2 separate regions of the Mus musculus genome follow, and region 1 is linked to region 2. A link is a contact called in public HiChIP or PLAC-seq data. All regions are on one chromosome and are shown on one strand. Each heading gives the region's core, a stretch centred on a gene start, on an enhancer-like site or on the middle of the called end of the contact. The rest is flanking DNA. Distances are from core to core; before and after follow the strand shown. Region 1 has its middle 12 kb from the start of Gm34514. Region 2 holds the start of Manbal (mannosidase, beta A, lysosomal-like).

The links. HiChIP or PLAC-seq counts read pairs in DNA pulled down with a chosen protein or histone mark.
Region 1: a contact with region 2 is called in an HNF4G HiChIP or PLAC-seq map of pancreatic cancer cells. The contact joins the enhancer-like site here to the promoter of Manbal in region 2. A contact is called at or near these places in 3 of 39 promoter capture datasets (the C10 cell line, the HPC-7 cell line and HPC-7-derived erythroid cells) and 7 of 115 datasets of contacts at active chromatin or transcription factors (embryonic hindbrain, embryonic stem cells, pancreatic cancer cells and 1 more).

Annotation. Positions count from the first base shown.
Region 1 is chr2:158,163,905-158,169,726 of GRCm38.p6, forward strand. No RefSeq gene overlaps it. Among named protein-coding and RNA genes, the nearest start is that of Gm34514, 12 kb to the right of the region's middle. Within about 2 kb of position 2,912, at least 152 of the 459 cell types and tissues checked have an H3K27ac peak or open chromatin away from gene starts, as enhancers often do. A contact at or near this core is called in the HPC-7 cell line and pancreatic cancer cells, where this site is marked.
Region 2 is chr2:157,363,188-157,369,467 of GRCm38.p6, forward strand. It overlaps Manbal (mannosidase, beta A, lysosomal-like), which reads left to right and starts at 4,407. Exons shown (of 3, transcript NM_026968.3): 1 at 4,407-4,453. Gm39974 (a long non-coding RNA gene) reads right to left here and starts at 1,994. Exons shown (of 3, transcript XR_866905.1): 1 at 992-1,994; 2 at 256-547.

The sequences.
Region 1 (5,822 bases), core at 1,662-4,161, 800 kb after region 2:
TAAAAAAATAAACACACATATTTTTATCTCCTTTATTTATATGTTTGTATGTATATCTGCACATGTGTGTGTGTGTTTGTGTGTGTGCCCACGTGTGCGTGTGCACATGAGGGGTGCCACACATAGAGAAGACAACTTACTGAAGTCAGTTTTTTCTTTCCATTATGAGGTCTTCTGTATAGAGGCCAGAGATCAACCATGGGTGTCGTTCATCAGGACCCATCCATTTTGTTTTTCAGAAAATTTTGTTGACTGACTTGGAACTTGCTGATTAGCCTAGGGTAACCCCAGGGATCTACCTGTCTCCTTCCCAGTGCTGGGATTAAACATACAAGCCACTGTGCCTAGACTTAAATATAAACATATATTATATTTATCATATATATATATATGTAATTCATCTTGCTATTTATTTAGCTAGACAGTGTGTAGAGAGGTAAGACATTCATGCATCCATGTGCCATGGCAGTAATGTGGAGATCAAAGGAAAACCTTCAAGAGTGAGTTCTTCCTTGCCCCCATATTGCTCTCAGGGGTTGAATTCAGGATGTCATGCTTGCACGGTAGACACATCACAGACTTCTCTGTCTTAATTCTTAGGTTACTGCTCAGAGTAATGGGTCTCAACACAGCACTTCTGCACATGCGCCTTTATGCTTTGTTCTAATGCCCCCCTCCCGTGATGCCCCTTGATCAACAGAGCTTGTATTGACTTTAGATGGCTGTGGGGAGTGCCACCATCTTGCCGGTGAGCACCTGCTGGTCTGACTTTTGACCTCCTCTCCCTATCCCGGGCTCTCTCTGTTCTCAGCGATGCTCTATGGTTTTTATTATACAAGCCATGGACTTTCATTAAATTTGTTCCTGAGTATTTTATTCTTCTGGCTGCTGCCGGAACTAAAAATTGCTTTCTTAATTTCATTTCAGACCGTTCACCGCCAGGGTGTAGAAATACCATTGATTTTGTACATTGATCTTGTGTCCCTCAACCTTACCCAAGTGGCTCATTAGTTCTAATAATGTCCTGCGGATCTCTTCCCGCTTCCCTGTATAAGCTGACAGCATCTGCAAAAAGAGATATTTTTGGTATCTTTGTTTGTGTTTTGCTCGTCGAGACTGAGTGTGTAGCCCAGGCTGGACTTGAGCTAGCAACCTTCCTGCTTTAGCCTCGCCAATGCTGGAATCCCAAGGATGCTCCTTCATTCTTGCCCAGGTCATTGTGAAGATGTACCTTTCAGAAATGTCCCAGGGCTGGAAGAAATCAAGATATTCTAAGAAGACACTCTAAAGGGACAGATTATTAAAGCAGTCGATCCCAAAGAAATGGGATTTTCCCCCAGGACTCTCCTTTGGGACAAGCCTGAGGGGAACTTGTCTCTGAAAGAGAATCCACGATGTTCTACCAACTTGTCAGACTTCCTTGCAGGATGAGACTGAATCCCAGACACAGTCAGAGACCAGCAGGACCACACCCTGACTAGCTAGGATCGTTTTCTATGTACATATCATTGGTTTTCTGTTCATAACGTTCACCTCCACTTTAGGACCACCAAAGTAAAAGTCTCTGGGGGGGGGGGGGAGCGTTTCCCAGATCTCTTCTCAGTGTGGACACACCGAGTAAACCTCTCTTTCCTGCTTCTTTTAAAACCTTTTAGATTTATATATTATTTTACATATGTTGAGTGTTTTGTCTGTATGTATGTTTGACATGCACAGTGTCCTCGGAGATCAGAAGAGCATGTCAGATCCCTTGGGGCTGGAGTTACAGATGGCAGTAAGCTGGCCTGTGGATGCTGAGAATCAAACTCAAAAACAAGAGCTCTTAACTACTGAGCCATCACTCCAGCCCACGGTTTGGCTCCTTTAATTAGCTTGCTGAACACGGGTGGTTGAACCTGGCTTGGGCCATAGGCTGGGATTCCCAAGTCTGATAGCAAAAGTAGCCAAATTTCTCCAGGTTACCCTGGCAAGCAGAGGACAGGGGCTCATGGGCACGTTCTCTCCTTTGACCTAGTTCTTGCGGTTCTGCTCACAGGGTGGGCATGGCTCTGCAGCAACCATAACTATAACAAGGCCTCTTGGGAGCATTGTTCATGTTAGCTATTCACAAACTTGTTAGTAGGAAGCTCCCCACCCCTTAATGACTGTTTTGTTAAAGAGTAACATTATGCTTGTTCATTTGAAGTGTCCAGTTAACTAGGTCATGCTACACTGTTATTTGATTGGGTAAGATCCTAACTGTTTCTATAGACGTCTTCTGTTTTGTTGTTGTTATTGTTTCAGACAAGACAAACAAACATCTAACATTTTTAAAAGATATTTATTTATTTATTTATTTATTTATTTATTATATGTAAGTACACTGTAGCTGTCCTCAGACACTCCAGAAGAGAGAGTCAGATCTCATTACGTATGGTTATGAGCTACCATGTGGTTGCTGGGATTTGAACTCCTGACCTTCGGAAGAGCAGTCGGGTGCTCTTACCCACTGAGCCATCTCCCCAACCCCAACATCCAACATTTAAGTCAGGAAACTATAGCCAACGAGCCTCCATTCAGTTACTCCAGAGGGAGGTCCTTGCCCATAGACTGACTTCTGATTCAAATAGCTATATCATCTCCTTCCTGACTCTAGCCTGTTGGTCTACCCTGAGGATCAAGCCTGTATCAATAGTCTATCTGTAAATTGATCTATGTATCTATTCGTCTGTCTATCATTTATCATCACACACACATACGGTTCTGTTTTGTACTTCGCTGAAAAGCTTTAGTACTGGCATACACACAAGGAAGTGCTCACAAGTGAACAGCCTGGTGAGTTTTCACACACTGACAAACCAGATCAGGAAGTGGGGCGCCACACATCTTCCTGTAAGTCCCCTTTCGCTTTCACTGGGTCACTGACCACAAAGGCCTGCAGGCACCTCCCTGCTGTCTGGCAGTGCAGAATTAACCAGCCTCCTCTAGAGCTCTGTGTAGGTGGATCTAGCTTCCTTCCTGGATCTTCCACTCGCTCCCATGTTTGAGTGTGATGCTTCTCTCTGTGTCTCTGTGGACAGTCATGCCTGGCTCCTCTTCTGTGGTACACAGAGTTCTTGGGTTGTCTCACCTCAGGGCGCGAATCCCTTCAGCTCTGACGGGTGTGACACTTTTCCCACTTGGGGCTGTTAGGAGTGGTTAGAACACAAATGTTCTTGCATATGTGAACAGTTTCTAGTTGAAGCTTTACTTTTGGTTTCATTTGGTTTTGAATGAACTACAGTGTCTCATGTAGCCAAGGATGGCCTCAAATTTGCTATGTAGCTAGGATGACTTGGAACTCTTGATCTTCCTGCTTTCAGCTCCCAAGCCTGAACCCACAAGTGTAATTACCCAAGCCTTTTTATTTATATTAAGTGCTTGATCTTACTTTTGAAATGGAACTCATGGGTAATAAAACACACACGCACACACACCAATCATATAAAGAAGGAATAGAAAGGAAGTTACTTATAATAAGATAATGTGTTTCAATATAATCTTGGGAACAACCACCCAGGAAGGGATAAGAAAATATCAGACTCGGGGTCACACATAATGAGTAAATTCAGATTCCAAGGAGGTGAGCAGCCCAGCGACCCTTAGACCCAGGAATCAGGAAGATGAAAAGAAGGGTTTCAGCTGGAAAGGAAAATAATGCCTGCTATCAGGGCAGGGCATAATAGCCTGTGCTCATCTGCATGTGGCCAGAGGAGGAGAAATAACTGTAGCTGAAAAAAGAGAGCATGCAGGAAGACACATGGCACATGTCACCTGCAGAGAGTCAGCAAGGGCCCCCGGAGAACAGAGATACGCAGTTCCCAGCTGATGTCACAATTAGAAAGTGCACCCCTAGCTCAGAGATGCCTCATGTCTGCACCAAGCCTCATGTGACCACATCCCTTATTTGGAAGAGGGGACGAATCACAAGAATCCACCATCTACCCAGTGATATGGGGACGCCAGTGGCACACTAGAACTGGATGCTAAGCCTATGGGGAAGCCAGTGGCACACTACTAAGCCTGTAGGAGCCTCATCCCTCCATCCCCCACACATTGGTTTTGCTATGCTTGCAGGAATTAGAGCCACGCTCAGAACCCTTTTCCTATAACTCTGCCATTGGAGATGGTCCAACTTTCTGACCAGACGGGCTGTGTGGAATGAGAAAATGATTCAGAAACTGAGTCACCGTTCTTGTCCCATGTCTGCTTCTCTGTCAGTAACAACCTGTTCCCGAGCTAGAGTCCTTCTTTGACTTCCTGCAAAGTCCTTTGGCTCTGCTGTGGATGAAAACCTGATCTGTTTAGATTTGTGGTGTGTTTTTTTTTTTTAATTTTTGTTTTTGTTTTTTGTTGTTGTTGTTGTTTGTTAGTGGGCGTTTGAGCGTAGTGAAGGAAGTCAGGGAATGCTCTGTTGGAGGAGAGGAAGAGATGGTTTCGGACATTTTGGCGAGACCCAGGATCCCTGATTCTTGGACCCAAAATATCACTACGACCCTTAATTCCTTAATTGTTGTGACATCCAAAATAACCTTATAAATTGTAAAATGCCCCCCGGAGACCTGCTGACTTAAACTCACACTGCCTCAGTGACCGAGGCTGGCTGGTGTCTGAGTCCAGGCACCGCACAGGCTGTCGGAAAGTGCCCCTTGCCCCTTGTGTTCTCCTCACACTTTGCCCATCGGTCCTGCTGTTCCAGGTCTTTAGACACTATGGTTCTGATGTCCTATGACATATTGGCTCTCCTGAGTCATCTTTCTATTTTAAAGTGATCTGCCGACAACTTGTTGACCTCACAGTGTGAGCCTGTGCTCCATCAACTCCTGAAGAAAGCTTAGACGTTAGCGTTCATCCGCAGAAACTGCAGTTCTGAGTGGAGAGGTGACTTGCACAGGATCACTCAGTGAGTCAGCGGAGCCCAGGACCCAGCAGTTGACCTGTTCCAGCCCCTGGGACCTTTAATTCCTCTGATAGCGACTCAGCAGCCTGGAGTAGGACCACACACCGCTCAGATTTGGCCTAAAAAGGGGTGGAATCCAGGGACCTGCTCCAGCCAAGTGCACAGCATCCACAGTCTGATTTCAACACCTGGCTAGACGCCACTGGAGGGCAGTGAGCCAGCGCTTTGGGGGGGGGGGGGGAGTGAAGAGGGTGCACAGCTTTGCCTGATTAGAGACACCAGGAGATGTCATTCAGGCATCAGTGTCAGAGTAGTGGAAAGGGGGTGGGGAGGGGACTGGCATGTGACTGACCTCCATGTTGCCTTGGACTCAGTTTTCCCATCAGTGGAGCAGCCCCTCTGTGGTGGTTAATTTGTGTCGACAGTCAACTTAACAGGAACTTTCTCACCTAGGAGACAAAACTTAGGTTGAGTTAACTGAGGTGGGGAGGCTCAACCTTCCTGTGGGTGGCATCACCCCACGCATTGGAATCTCAAGAAACTGACTTCATGACTTTCCAGTTCCTGACTTGGATGCAATAGGACACACCACCTCCAGCTCCTGTCCCCACGTCCTCTCCACCGTGAAGGACTGCACGTTCTGTGAGCCAAGTGAACCCTCCCTTCCTTAGGCTGCTTCAGTCACAGATTTTGTTATAGTGACCAGCAACATACTCATTACACCCTCTCCCAACCCCCTTTTGTCTCCAGTAAGGTATTGTAAGAATCCAAGGCAGCCTGAAGTATTTAGCCTCTTTAGAGCATTCCAAAGACGCTGACTTGTTCTGACACGGGAGCCACTGGAGAAGCAAGAGCTATGAGAAGAAGTCAGCCTTGGTTGGGTTTTAGAGGAGGCTCTTGATGC
Region 2 (6,280 bases), core at 3,157-5,656:
CTTACATCAGCTACTAATTAAGAAACTGCCTCACAGCCACAGCCACAGGCTAATCTGATCTCAGCCATTCCCGAGTTAAGGTTCCCATCTCTTACGTGACTCTAAGTTTGTGTCAAGTTGACAGCTGATGCTAACTGTGATACCAACCACCCAGGGCCCACAGGAAGCTGCCTTGGTTCAGCATGTTTGTGTCTTGTACAGGTTGGCTGCTGTGCAATGGCTAGCGCAGTCTCTCTGAGGCCTTACTGGACTTACTTGGCTTTCCCAGCCTTAGCTTCCTTCGCCCTTGGATGGAAATGAGACTTAGCCTTGAGCAGGGCAGTACTTGGGATCCAGTCAAAACATAGCAAGCAGCATGTGAAGGGCTGGGGAGATGACGCAGTGGGTAAAATGCTTCCTGCACAAGCACGGGCACTTGAGTTCCAATCCCAACACCTACGTAAAATGGTGGCTTGCATCGCTAATCCTAGCTTGCGTTGATCCCAGGGTCCTCTAGTCATCCATTGTAGCAAAAATGGCAACTTCTGTGTTCAGTGGGAAATCCTGTCTGAAAACAAACAAACAAACAAACAAATGAGAAATGGAGGAAGATTCCTAACATTGACCTTTGCTCTCCACAGACAGACAGACAGACAGACAGACAGACACACACACACACACACACACACACACACACACACCCCTGCACAGCCACAGGTACACACAGACATACACTATATACAAACCACACACAGAGCCGGGTGGCGGTGGTGCACACCTTTAATCCCAGCACTTGGGAGGCAGAGGCAGGTGGATCTCTGAGTTTGAGGCCGGCCTGGTCTACAGAGTGAGTTCCAGGACAGCCAGGGCTATACAGAGAAATCCTGCCTCGAAAAACAAAACAAAAAAACAAACAAACAAAAAAAACTAAAACAAACCAAAATAAAACAAAACAAAACAAAAACCCATACACAGAGACAAAGAAAACAAAACAAGTAAGTGCAGTGCTCACCTTGTCCTGTGTTGAGTCATGTCAGACATTTTTCTGAGTAGAAACCATTCCCATCCCCGTGCTTTCTCTCTCAGTGCAAAAAGAGACTGTGCATACATTATAGTTAGAGAGAAACCAGTCGTAGAGCTCTGCTGTGTGCTAATGGCTGGCATGCAGGGCACAGAGAGAAGCTAAACTCAGCTGGAGTCCTCTAGGTACCTCCAGAGAGTAAGAAGGAGGCTGTGCCTGCAGCAGCCACACTGGGCGTTTCTTTTTACATTTGGAGACAGATAGTAACGGGTTTCAGAGTACATGTGTTAGCATGTACCTACATCACCCGTATCAGCGTATTTCCCATATTACCTGTAGTAACATGCCAGGGCTGGCCGTACATGTCACACACTAGGTGACTTGAGCAGCAGACATTTATTAGTTCCAGCAGCCAGGAGCGTGAAACCAAGTAGTCTGATGGCACTCGGGAAGGCTTACGAAATCTGTTCTACAGCCATCTCGGCTCCCAGGGCTTGACGGTGGAATTTTGGTGTTTCTTGACCTATAGGAGCATCCCTCCATGTTTGCCTTCATCTCCACATGACATCCTCATGTGTGCATCTGTGTCCAAATCCACTTCTTTTTAGATTAGATTTCAGCATTCATCCTATTGACCTCATTTTTCTCTTAAAATATATATTTGTGTGTGTGTGTGTGTGTGTATGTGTGTGCGCACATATGTCTGCATGTTGTGGGAAGGGAAACATATGCTATGACATACATGTGGAGGTCAGAGAACAACTTAGTGGAGTAGGTTCTCTCTTATTTTTATGTGTTTTCTGGGGATAAAACTTAGGCTACCAGGCACATGCACGTATGCAGCAGCATCTTGACTAAATACACCATCTCCTTGGCCCTCTTTTGTTTGTTTGAGACTGGATTGCTTTATTTAGTCCTGGCTCTTGCTACGTAGACCAGGCTGGCTTGGAACTTGGAGTTCCTTCTGCCTTTGCCCCTCCAGTGTTGGGATTAAGTGTGCACCTCCATATCCATCTCTCTCTCTCTCTCTCTCTCTCTCTCTCTGTCTCTGTGTCTTTTGACAAGGTTTCTCTGTGTGTCCTGGCTGTCCTGGAACTTACTTTGTAAAACCTTGCTGACCTCGAACTCACAGAAATCTGTTGGTCTTTGCCTCCCAAGTGCAGAGATTTCAGGTGTGAGCCACCATGTCCAGCTGATTTACTTTTATGAAAATCCTCACTCCGTAACTTAGTAAAGCTCATTTCCTATCACGACAATGAATACAGCAAAAGGTGGCAGACCTCATGGTCTATATGGCCTCCAAAGAGTAAAAAGGCCCGGATCACCAACCCCAGGAAGCACAGGAGAGGGAGAGGCCCTAGGCTGCTGAGGAGTCCCTGTCCCAACTCAGCCCCAGCACTAAGACCCATCACAGTTTCTATCCTAGACCCGTGGAAGAAGGGGAGGGGCTTAGGGAGCCCTATTCTCTTGAACACCGTCCATAAGGTTCACTGCAACCCCTTCCCCCACAAAAATCCTGCCTCCAAATAGAATCACATTCTGGAACAGTAGAGGTTAAGTTCTGATATATCTTTGAATAGAGGGTAAAGAATTCATAAAACATCTTTTTTTTTTCTGGGTGTGGTTGCTCACACCTTTAATCTCAGCATTAGGGAGACAGAGGTAGACGTATCTCTGTGAGTTCAAAGCTAACCTGGTCTATATATCTATATAGAGAGTTCCAGGCCAGCTAGGATGACACTGTGAGACCCTGTCTCAAAAATAAAAAACGCTCAAGCAAAAATGACTGTCTTTATCTATCCATACATATTGGGCACTTTTAGGGCAAGTCCTGTATTAAATATTTGTTCTCTCCAGACCATATATATGTGTGTGTGTGTGTGTGTGTGTGTGTGTGTGTGTGTATGTATATATAATATAACATAACATATATAATATATATAATGTTTTGTCTGCATGTATGTATTTGTATCACATGTGTGCTTGGTACACAGAGACCAGAAGAAAGCTTCTGGTTTCCTGACATTGGTGTTATAAAGGATTTTGTGCCATTATGTGGGTGCTAGGAACCAAGCCCAGGTTCTTTTGGAAGAGCAGCAGACACACTTAACCACTGAGCCTCTCTCCAGTCCCTAGTTACTCGTTTGTTGCTGTTAGGCTCCGATAGAAGAAACTTTGCAAGTTTGTTTTGGCTTGGGTTGTCGATGACCGTCTATGTCTACCATTGGGAGGACCTCACAGCAGCAGGAGTTTGGAGCAGCACGCTTGAGGATTCTGCCTCAGAAGTAGAAAAGAAAAAGGAAAAAACAAAAACAAAAAACCAAACAACCCAAAATCCATCTACACAATTGATTTTGAGGCTGGGCATGGCTCAGTGAGTGAGAGTGCTTATTGACTAAACATGAAGGTCTCAAAGACCCAAAGTAAAAAGCCAGGCATGGTCACTCATACATCTTTAACGCCAGTCCAAGGCAGAGGAGAGGAGAGGATGGATACGGGATCCCTGCGGCTTTCCCTATCTCAAGGGAATAAGGTGGACTATAATAGAGCAAGACACGTGATATACTCTGGCCTCAGCAGCCATAGGTACATGCATGTGAGTGCATATGCCACACCCGTACCCACACCAATACCCACCCGTGGCACACATAATTAAAGGATTTAGGGGTCAGGGCCACATCAGCTGACCTAGAGATAGTTTATCTGGCTGCCAAGCTGAGTTCGTTGGCTGGAGGCTTGATAACTGCCCACGTGAATCTCACTCTGCGGGACTTCCCAGGAATGATCAAGAGCGAGGAAAGAGGAAGTCACAATGTTTTTCTGTCTTAATCTCGGAACTCAAGCTCAGTATTTCCCCAAAATTCTATGGGTCACATTGGTCAGCGTGGGAGACTGTGAAGGCTTGACTATCAGGCACCAATCACATCACTGCCCATTAAACTCCATTCCTAACTGGTCTGCCGCACTTATTTCAATGCTGATTTTTGCCTTCCAAACATTTATCGCATTAAGGATTCCCTATCTATTATGTGACTTACTGACTATAAACTCCATGGAAGCAGAGATGTTCACTGGTCTCTTTTTAATTTATTATGGTGATTTGTTTTTGTCTGAATTATAGCATGGTAATGTTTGTCCTACCCCTTATATTGTAGATTTCTGGCTCAGACTTAGAACTGAGTTCTAAACTGGGGGGAGACCGGCTGTAATCAGGAGAATTGCCCCCAGTTCGAGGCCAGTCAGAGCTACACTGTTGAGACCCTGTCTCAAATCAAATAAAAAATTCATTAAAGCTTCAACCTTCGGTGTCTAATTAGGGGAGAGCAGGAGGAAGACGGCGAGGAAGCGGTGGACCTGGTAAAACCCGCTGAGCGGAATCTGCTGCTGCTCCCAGCACATCGCTTCCGGGTCACGAGGGATCACTTCCGGTGCGGCGGCGCGGCGTTCCGGGAGGTAAGTATTGAGGCTCGGATAACCCGGCCGAGGCTTCCCGGCGGGCGGGATCGGGGCGGCGTTGCGGGTTACAGCGGCTTCCGGGGTTGCGGAGGGCAGTTATCTGTAAAGGCAGTCTGCGTTCCGAGGAGACTGGGGCCCTCGCGAGGGTTGTGCAGGGCCAGGGCCCAGCCTGCCCTGCGCCGGGACCAGCCGGGGCTTGGCTTGTCGGGTGTGCCCTGGATGGCTGTGTTACCTCGGGCATCTCGATCTTCCTCTCCCGGTCACTTTCCTTCCCCGCAGAAGGCTCCCTTGGGCCTGTGCGGAGGATGCGAAGGCCGGGAGCGTATCAGTGCTTAGTTGCAGTGTGTGCTTGAGAGAAAACTGCCAGAGAAAGGGATGGGGAATGCGATAGCCTCCCCGGTGTCTGCGGTTCCAGTGACCTGACACCTGGAAATAGAAAGTGGAAGACTCCAGAAACAAACCGCGCATGGCTTTGAATTTGTGTGTTTTGAGTAGCTCAGTAGTGGAGACTCACCCAGCGTGCTTGAGTCCCATGTTCAGACCCCAGAACTGTTCTTCCCGGCCCTAAGATAGTAGCACGATGAAGTTTTACCTCTTCCTGCTTTACACGTAGGTCATCGTCTTGCTTGGCGTATCCCTCTGTATACGCTACCCCCTCATTAGTCACGTAGGACAGCTGCCTGTGTAACCCTCATATCAGCACAAGAGTAGTAATGATAGCCTTTGGGGTTTGCTGAAAAAGGTGCTATTTTAAACAGCCTTTTTTTTTTTTTTAAAGGAAGATTCTTAGGCTAAAGTTGCTAAGCTATTTGGTGAGAACAAAATTTTTGTTGTTTTTCCAAGACAGGGTTTCTCTGTGCAGCCCTGGCCATCCTGGAGGAGCTCTGTGGGTTGGAGGCTAGCCTGGTCTACAGAATAAGTTCCAAGTCAACCAAAGCTACACAGAGAAACCCTGTCTCGAAAAAAAAAAAATCAAAATTAAAAATCAGAGCTGGTGATATGGCTGAGTTGGAAGAGGGCTTACCCAGCGTGTAAAAGCCTTGGTTTTTATCCCTTGCATCCTAAGTCTGGGGGTGGGGCAGAGCATGCCTATACTGTTCTGGGCTGCATAGCAAATTTGAGGGCTCCATGGGAACTTTGCTGAAACATCAATAAGTGGTAGTTTTGTTTTTGAACCTCACATTGCCAAGGTTACAGCCATAGTGTGTAGTAAATGTTTACTTAGTTAGGATAGAGATGGCATCGAATTTGTGAGTAGAAACGGACAAAGACTGCCTTACGCTATGTGAAGGCTTCAGCCAGGCCTCCCCTGAAACAAGAGCACAAAGCCACTTCCTGGGAATAAGGGATGGTCACACAGGTTAGGGATGGATTCGTTCTGAAACCAAAATCTCCATAGCGGACGTCACTGCCAGTGTGGAGGTCTCTGCTATAGTCCCAGCAGAAGAACACATGAAGGCAGTTTTGAAGTGCCAGCAAGTGGGGAATTGGAAGGCATGTGATGATGCAGCGCCAGCAGTGTGGACGTCATCAAATGTTGCCAGTGTGTTTCAAATTCTATGTGCCCCAAAGGACACCATTATTAACTATGATACTGGGATGGAACAGAGCATTAAAGCCACCCATGTGATCCCTTAAGGACCATATTCCCTGCAATCATTATTGATAGAATTAATAACTTCAGATTAATATGCCATTAAAATATTTCTTTATTTTTAGACAGGGTTTCAGTTTTGGCTGGCCTGGAATTCAGCATACAGACCAGACTGGTTTAGAACTCAAAGAGATCTGTCTGTCTCCCTAGTGTTGGGATAGAAACTGTAT